Linked DNA regions of Danio rerio: regions 2 and 3 are each linked to region 1. The links are chromatin contacts, called in public HiCAR-type maps. All regions are on one chromosome and are shown on one strand. The core of a region is the stretch at or near the end of the contact, and the rest is flanking DNA. Distances in the headings are between cores, read along the strand shown. Region 1 overlaps si:ch211-51h4.2. Region 2 has its middle 72 kb from the start of tbl1xr1a. Region 3 has its middle 84 kb from the start of s100p.

Region 1 (2,700 bases), core at 51-2,550:
GGTCTTCTTTTTGCACGGACATTCTGGATTCAGCTGGTTTGTTGACAAATGGGTCACGTATCCATTCCCTAGCCGTTTGTGGGTCCTTTGAGGTTGGGAAGTAGCGCTCAAACTCCTTCAACAGTGAATACTGATGATCGTGCACCAGCTTGGTGAGTGAGGGCGCAGGCTTAGTCTCACACAAAATCCCCGCTAATGTTTGAAACATGTCCAATATGCCTCAGTTTGGCTTTAAATGTAGCAACTTTATCTGGCAACTTAAAGATAATTAATTCTTGTGCGGCCCGGTACTGTGGCCCGGGGGTTGGGGACCACTGTATTAGAGACATTCATAAACATTCCTAGCAAATCTAATAAATGCTGGAGACATCCTCGTTACATAAACGCACTAAATCGCACTCAGCAGCATTTGTTTGAGAGCGCACAAGAAGATCTGCGCGCTCTTGAAGCGACTTATATTTGAGGTCGCGTGCAAGATGTTTTGTGCACAAGCAGAGGAAATCGTTAAGCAGAGATTCACATGCTCGTACATGTAGGTAATTACATAAATGCGATCTTGACTTCTAATACTGCGCTCAAGACATTTGTCAATGAAATAACGCCACAGGTATTTGGTATATCTGTGTAAAAAAAAGGCCTGCCGCCACAGCTGGAAAAAAATCCTAGAGGAAACACTGTGATGTATTGTTACACATTTCAGGGATTTTTAAAATCTGTTTAAGTTGTATAATGCAAAATAAAAATATCTTATTTTAGGTGTGTAACAATTTAAAAGAGCTTTCATACATCAAAAATAAATAAATAAATAAAATAATAGTGTAGCTTTGTTTCTTTTTTTAGACAGTAAAATGTATCCAGCTGTATTTTTTATCTGAGAAATTAAGTGTTTTACATGTTTTGTTTTCTGCTTCAAGAAGTCTACCGTTCAGCAGACATGTTAAAATTGTGGTTAAATATAGAGCATGCTATTTGAAGAAATTCAGCAAAAAAACAGAGCAGTGTCCTTGAGAATGAAATGTGTTAACTGTTCCCTTTATATCACAATAAATCGAACAGTTTAATCATGTAAAAAAACTGTCAAATCTAGGTCAGTTTTAATTTCAACTAAACCCTCCTGTGCTAAAGTTGTAAATGCATCTCAATGTGTGAACTGACATTTTGGCAGCTCTGTAAGGCCAGTCAAATTGAATCTGAGTCACAAACTCAAGTAAACACAAGTATTTTGTAGTAACTCTCATGTAAACATTTTCAGTGGCAGGAGCTTTTTTTTGTTTGTTCTGCAGTTCAGTTTGATGCAACAGCGCCCCCTTAGTATAATGGACACTTTTGGAACTACAACTTGTTATTCAGCCATGCAGGGCTGTGAAGCCCTTGGTAACCTCTGGCAGCACACTACACACTCAGGTTCCTGCTGACAAAGAGAGCTTTTACCCCCTTATTGCACTGTAAAAAAAGAGGCTTTTTATACACACTCCGAGTCCCCTGAGTGGAAAGCAGAAAGTCTGGCAATATCCATACCTCTTCTGTTGACGCTTTTAGTGTCATTCCGTTTCTGAGATTGTTTTTGTCCTCTTTTTCTCTCAGGCTAGTGTCCTGTGTGCTGACCTCATGGTGTAAGCAAGTGTGAAGATGAGTATTAGCAGCGATGAGGTCAACTTCCTGGTGTATAGATACCTGCAGGAGTCAGGTAGGTGGCGCTACCACACTAATCACCACCAACATTTTACAAAAAAACGCTCTTTCCTGAATATTAAATAATAATAATAATGATAACAATAATAAATAATGATTATTACTAACCCTTAAGTGGTTCTAAACATTTACGAGACTCTTATAAAGATATTTTGAAGAATGTTGGCTTGCATAGTAGGAAATATGTACTATGAAAATCAATAGCTATGTTTATATATTTTAGAATATTACATTATTATTAATAATAAAAAATAATAATATGACATGCACATCCACTGCATTGGAAAAACATTTAGTCAATACAGTCTTCAAATATGTTATCTGATTTTGCCTCAACAGAGGATGCCATTGGATAACTAGACTAACCAGTTAATCGTTGTCGTCTCGGGTTGTTTTTATAATTCTGCAAATATAATTCTGCATAATGACCAAAAAAACAGACATTTTGCACAAAGTATAACTTTGGATGGAATCATACCTAGTGGTGGCAGGTTTCCAACATTCTTCAAAATATCTTCTGTTTGTCACTACTCAAATCATTTTGGAAAATGTGGAGCGTATGTAAATGAACAACGTTTTAATTATTTGGTACATTTTCCCATGAATAATGATTAAAAAACACACCAAAATGTTTTCATATTTGATTGATAGACCTATCACTTATTCCTTTTGATTCATAAGCCTCCATCAGCATTGCTTACAGTACAACTCTATGGCTGTTCACAGTCAGGGCGTTGTTTAAAGGAGCACACATGATACGCTCTGTGTAGCTGTGAGCAGAAGAGAAAGTTGATCCAGCAAGCGTCACACTGAAGTGTTTATCATTCCCTCTGGCAGGGTTTTCCCACTCGGCCTTCACATTCGGCATTGAGAGCCACATCAGCCAGTCGAACATCAACGGCGCCTTGGTGCCCCCTGCTGCCCTAATCTCCATCATTCAGAAGGGCCTGCAGTACGTGGAGGCTGAAGTCAGCATCAATGAGGTGACCGCGCAGCTTTATTTACATC
Region 2 (2,700 bases), core at 72-2,571, 170 kb before region 1:
ATAAGGACAAAAGTTGAAATCAGAACTATTAAACTCCCTTTAAATTGTTTTTCTTTTTTAAATACATCTCAAATGATGTTCAACAGAGCAAGGAAATTTTCACAGTATGTCTGGTAATGTTTTTTCTTCTGGAGAAAGTCTTATTTGTTTTAGTTCAGCTAGAAAAAAAAGGAGTTTTTATTTAAAAAAAAAAAACATTTTAAAGTCAATATTATAAGCCCTTTTAGGCCTTTTTTTTCCGAAAGTTAACTTAATTTACCTACTTAAAGCTTTAAATGTCACTTTAAGCTGTATAGAAGTGCCTTGAAAAATATCTAGTCCAATATTATGTACTGTCAACATGACAAAGATAAAACTAAATCAGTTATTAGAAATGAATTATTAAAACTATTATGTTTAGAAATGTGTTGAAGAAATATTCTGTCCATTAAACAGAAATTGAGGAAAAAAATAAACAGCGTACTAATAATTCTGAAAGCATATAGTGTTTCAGTCTCTCTTAACTGTTTTTTTATATAATAAATTCATTTTTTAAACTGCATGATGTCTTTTTCACAAATCATAGAAAAATATTTTAAAATACTATATATTTACAAATTATTAAATTGAATTAATAATTCACAATACTGCTGATTTTTAGATCTTATACTATGCATAAAATATTAATTTATACATTTATATATTCTTTTTAATTTATCTGCCCCACTGATGTCTGTCACACCACGGAGAGCCAGTTTGAATGTTCATTATCTCTTCTCTCTGTCATTGTAGTAGCTTATTTATGTAATTTTGATGTTGATTTATGATGGTAAATTCATGGTTTTCAGTATGGGTGATTAGTTCATTTGTGGGTGGTGAAGAGCTTTGAGCCGTTTCTGTGTGTTATTTGACTGAATGAGTAATCTGTGCCGTATCTTGCCTGTACTGTGTGCGTGGGTAGTTTAGAGAGCTTATTTTGTGTGTCACACTGCAGTATTTTTTTTTTCTGTCTTCATTTGGACTTTTTTTCCTTGTCTCTGAGGGCATCAACACATGACTGCACTGCTAAAACTCCATCTTAAGTGACATTTCCTCTCCTCGCAAGTTTTAAAAATAAATGAGCCAGTGTGCGAGGAAGTTGACAAAGATAAAAACAAACAAACTGTGAACTCCAGCCTTTTTCTTATCTTGAGGTAGAATCGGTAATATCAATTCTATATTTACCAGCCGATACAGTGAACATATTTACACAGCTTTTCGCTTCTGTGTGCAAGCATGTGTGTGTGTTTGTGTGTGTGTGCGTGTGTGCATGTGTGTCTCCACCAACCCATGAACTTGGCATATGATAGTGAAGGGTTGATGCCAAGTACCTCACTGAGAGAAACGTGCCTGCACAGGCAGACTGAACACCAGACCTTGTGTTTCCAAACACACACATTTTCAGGAGCTTGGCTTCAACACGCCATAATCATGATCATATTATAACGACCAGCACAGCTGAAACAATCAAACACACACAAACACAGTCATTTGACTAAACAGTTGCACTACTTTCACACAGTGTTATATTCACTAAACACCCACAAACCAGTGAAACCAGGCAGTGACTAACCCTACATTTGACTTTTGTTATAAACAAAACTCTGCTGTTTGCCTAGTTTAAATAACTGTACTGTAATATTAACACAACTTTAATATATGTATTAAAACTGTAATTGGTTGATAGTCATGCATTCTTCTGCTATAACAGCACTCGTACAGGCTCCTCACTCTTCTGTATTACTCCACCCACAAAGAGTGACAGCAGATTAACAAACTCACTACAATGTGACAAATATTGCAGCTGTTGGACAACATAATGCACTTTTAAAGCTATTTTTAGGCAAAAATACAACCCAGGCTAATTCTGAAAACGTAGTCCTGTGGACGTTTCTGGAGACCGCGAATTATGTAACCGGAGGTACGTATGGCTGCATTTTATTCTTTTAAACGAACGGGACGGTATGACGAATGTAATAAAGATGACAACTCCCATGATTCTCATGTCATTGAATTGTCAAACCCTGACGTTGTTTGTTGTTAATATGCACCCTCTCGTGGTGAAAAATACTTTGTGGCTTTAAGTTTGTCAAAAACTGTGTAACTGTATACAAAATTTTAGATAAAATTCAAATCCATGTTAAATTCAAATGTATCTATTTATTTAAATCATACGTCTAAAAAGTGCTACATTAAAGCAATCCAGCTTGTGTTAATCTGCACCTTTCTCATCCTCCAGACACATTTACGCATTTTATGAACCTGGTGCATTATACCTGATTCACAACAATTTGCACACAACATGTGCATGCAAGTAAATGGAAATTGTGTTAAATTCCCCACTCATTGAAGTAATTTGCCTTCCTCTGTCATAAAAAAAGGGTTCAGGATTTCAGCCGGTGAATTCAGGCTTGTCAAGGCAGCACAAACATCACACACTAATTGCCTTTGATGATTTAAAAAAGCTTTGCTGGAATTCAGAAAGCCATGTGAAACATGATACCAAACCCCCCCCCCCCCCCCCCCCCCCCTTATCACTAGCAAAGACACATCAAAAAGTCTCAAATACTACTTATGAATATTATTTAATGCAATATAATAATATGTAGGCATCATATATAATACCTATATACTAATATGAAAACAATAAAAGTATATTATAATATATATAGATGGGCAGCG
Region 3 (2,825 bases), core at 178-2,677, 240 kb before region 1:
TCTGATAACTGATTTATTTTATCTTTGCCATGATGACAGTAAATAATATTTGACTAGATATTTTTCAAAACACTTCTATACAGCTTAAAGTGACATTTCAAGGCTTAACTAGGTTAAGTAGGTTAACTAGGCAGGATAGGGTAATTAGGCAAGTTATTGTATAACAATGGTTTACTACATTCTCACCCTGTTATTTAATGCTTTATTTAAATTTTTGACTTTTATTTTTGTCTCACCTGCTTTCTAAAACTGTTCTTCAACAGACTCACCAGAGGCCTTTTGTACAAAGACTTCAGATGTAATTCAGATGTATGAAACCCTGCGTATAAGCAATCCCACGCATATTCTCTTTATACATCCGAATTAATGTGAAACTGAGTGCACGTGCACCCTAATGCAAACCCTTCCCTGCCCTCTTCCCCTAATAAGTATGGTAATAAGTCTACTTTGGCAAAACCAAACAAAAAAGCAACGGCAAAACCAAGCAAAAAGTGAAGTTTCAGCAAATAGTTTTGAGATTTGCACTCACCGTTTATAGATTAAGTCTATTTTGAAAAATTTGCCAAAGCAATTGAAAAAAACTGCAATAACTGATTGTCTAACTATTACTTAATGTTTAAATAGATCAATCCTGTATTTGTTTGTTAAAACTATGTCATATTCATAAATGTTACAAACATTTATGTTATAAATCACTGAATTGACACGAATCAGTCTATTCTGTGGTGAAAGGAAACCCATTTTTATGCATAGTCACATTCTATTTTATTTTGTCAAGCCCCTTCCACCAGTATTTAATACCACATGATTAAGTTGAGATAGATTTATATGGTTGCAGTTGGGCTTCATTTTGTGTCTATGCTACAATAAGAAATGCCATTTCTATTGGAGGTTTTGCACATCCTGGTCTGCTTTTACACGACTGAGAAGTATGTTTCATTTTACATGCAAAGCAATAAAATAGATTCCATAGTTATTATCCAGGAATTTGGATTTTAACACAGTGAAATGGCCCCATCCATTTTTAGAGAGAAACTTCTGGGTTCCATTTTCTCATTAGATGCTTATGCAATGGTGATCTCATATTACTGCGGTCCGCACAGCTGCTAGATATTGTAGCATCTGTTATTCATACTCATACATTTTCCTCCACAAGGCATATGCAGTGCAATCCTAAACCAAGAACACTGGCACAACAAAATGTATCATTTAATGCAATAGTCTTTCACATGCAGAATGGTGGAAGGCAGATGGGAGAGCGAGAAAGAGGGACAGATAGAGACATCTCCATTTAGAAGGCAATCACCCGCATTGTAATGGCATATTAGAGCGTATCGTTGTTTTTTTTCTTCTTCTTTGTTCTGTTGTCTGCAGTGTTCCTGCATGACTTTTGCCTATTTCCTCATGCTAAAAATAGCCATGCTGAGCACACACTTAAAGTCTGCCGGTGAGTATGCTGGAGGTCTCTTTCACTCTCTCTCTCTCTCTCTCTCTCTCTCTCTCTCTCTCTCTCTCTCTTCTGCTATTCTTTTCCTTCTATTTCAGCCCATGACATAATCACAGCAGGAACTCTTTTTTTTTTTTTTTTGGTCCATGAAATTATTTATCTCAAGGTTAAACATTTTTAGGCAATTTCACAAGCAATTTATATTCTTAAATATACAATGGGGGAAATAAGTATTGAACATGCTAGTTTTTTTTTTTTTCCCAAGAATAATATTTATAAAGGAGATGTTGATATGTAATTGAACCAGATTTTGGTATAAACCCAAACAATACAAACATGAATATAAAACAAACAAAAAATCTGAAAAGTTGTGTAATACCATTGAAATGACACAAGGAGAAAGTGCTGAACTACTGAAATCTATTTAATGACAGCTTAAAGACACCTTATATTTGCAGAATGAAGTTGCAAGCCTTGCTCAGGTGTGAGTTTCTCACAGTCTTTAACAGTGTAAAAATCTTGATGGTTCTGTGGGTTTCGTCGATTAAATCTGATATTTACTTTGTATTTTCTATTGGATTCGAGTCAGGTGATTGGTTGGGCCAATCTACAGCTTGATTTTCTTTCTTCCAAAGCATTTGAGAGTTTCCTTGGCTGGGTTTTGGATCATTGCCTTGCTGAAATGTCCACCCTGGTTTCATCTTCATCCTCAAGCTAATGTAGATGTTGGACTGAAGCAGCTAATATTAATTTACAATAAAGAAGGGCAGAGGGTTGACGAATAACTATTGAGAGATTTCAGCCTCAGTCTGGACTTTCATTGGCCTTTCACACCTACCTTTCTTTAAGTGTTCAATACATTTTCCCCACGTCAATTTATTTTATCACACATAATTTATAAACTTATTAGTCTTATTTTGTTTGCATATGAAGATTTCTTTGGTGAAAATTAAGTCAACCTCACCTGAAAAAATATGTTTTCTAAGAAATAAGGTGATGCGTTTAATACTAATTACTTGAATTTTTGTCTTCTATGAAAGAGGAATGATAATGACTGAAAAAAGAGATAAAAAAAGAGTAACCAGTCAGTTGGTTACGTTACTGTTTAATATTTATTGTATCCTCTGCAGAAGAAAGCTTTGGAACAATGATCGGAGTGTATAAACTATGAATAACTATCAATTTACAAATACAAGTCAACAGTGATTTATACAAATAGGTGCTTGCAAATAACAATACACCTTGCTTTTCAAATTATTATACTATAAGAAATAGAAACATTTAATATGGTGCATGAATGGGAGCAAAAATAATATCAGTTGTGTTATATTAATTTATAATATATTATGGGTTATATTATATTATATTATATTATATT

What was found. HiCAR-type assays count read pairs that join an accessible place to other places.
Region 2: a contact with region 1 is called in a HiCAR-type map of caudal fin, with 7 times the contacts expected there. The contact joins two enhancer-like sites. A contact is called at or near these places in 1 of 18 Hi-C or Micro-C datasets (caudal fin) and 1 of 4 datasets of contacts at active chromatin or transcription factors (caudal fin).
Region 3: a contact with region 1 is called in a HiCAR-type map of caudal fin, with 6 times the contacts expected there. The contact joins two enhancer-like sites. A contact is called at or near these places in 1 of 18 Hi-C or Micro-C datasets (hematopoietic stem cells) and 1 of 4 datasets of contacts at active chromatin or transcription factors (caudal fin).

What each region holds. Positions count from the first base shown.
Region 1 is chr11:8,895,416-8,898,115 of GRCz12tu, forward strand. The region is part of intron 18 of si:ch211-51h4.2; the gene reads right to left. It overlaps tbl1xr1a (TBL1X/Y related 1a), which reads left to right. Exons shown (of 14, transcript NM_001020583.1): 4 at 1,585-1,687; 5 at 2,530-2,675. The coding sequence starts at 1,630. Among named protein-coding and RNA genes, the nearest start is that of tbl1xr1a, 98 kb to the left of the region's middle. Within about 2 kb of position 1,301, at least 43 of the 62 cell types and tissues checked have an H3K27ac peak or open chromatin away from gene starts, as enhancers often do. A contact at or near this core is called in caudal fin, where this site is marked.
Region 2 is chr11:8,725,525-8,728,224 of GRCz12tu, forward strand. No RefSeq gene overlaps it. Among named protein-coding and RNA genes, the nearest start is that of tbl1xr1a, 72 kb to the right of the region's middle. Within about 2 kb of position 1,322, at least 10 of the 62 cell types and tissues checked have an H3K27ac peak or open chromatin away from gene starts, as enhancers often do. A contact at or near this core is called in caudal fin, where this site is marked.
Region 3 is chr11:8,657,689-8,660,513 of GRCz12tu, forward strand. No RefSeq gene overlaps it. Among named protein-coding and RNA genes, the nearest start is that of s100p, 84 kb to the left of the region's middle. Within about 2 kb of position 1,428, at least 16 of the 62 cell types and tissues checked have an H3K27ac peak or open chromatin away from gene starts, as enhancers often do. A contact at or near this core is called in caudal fin, where this site is marked.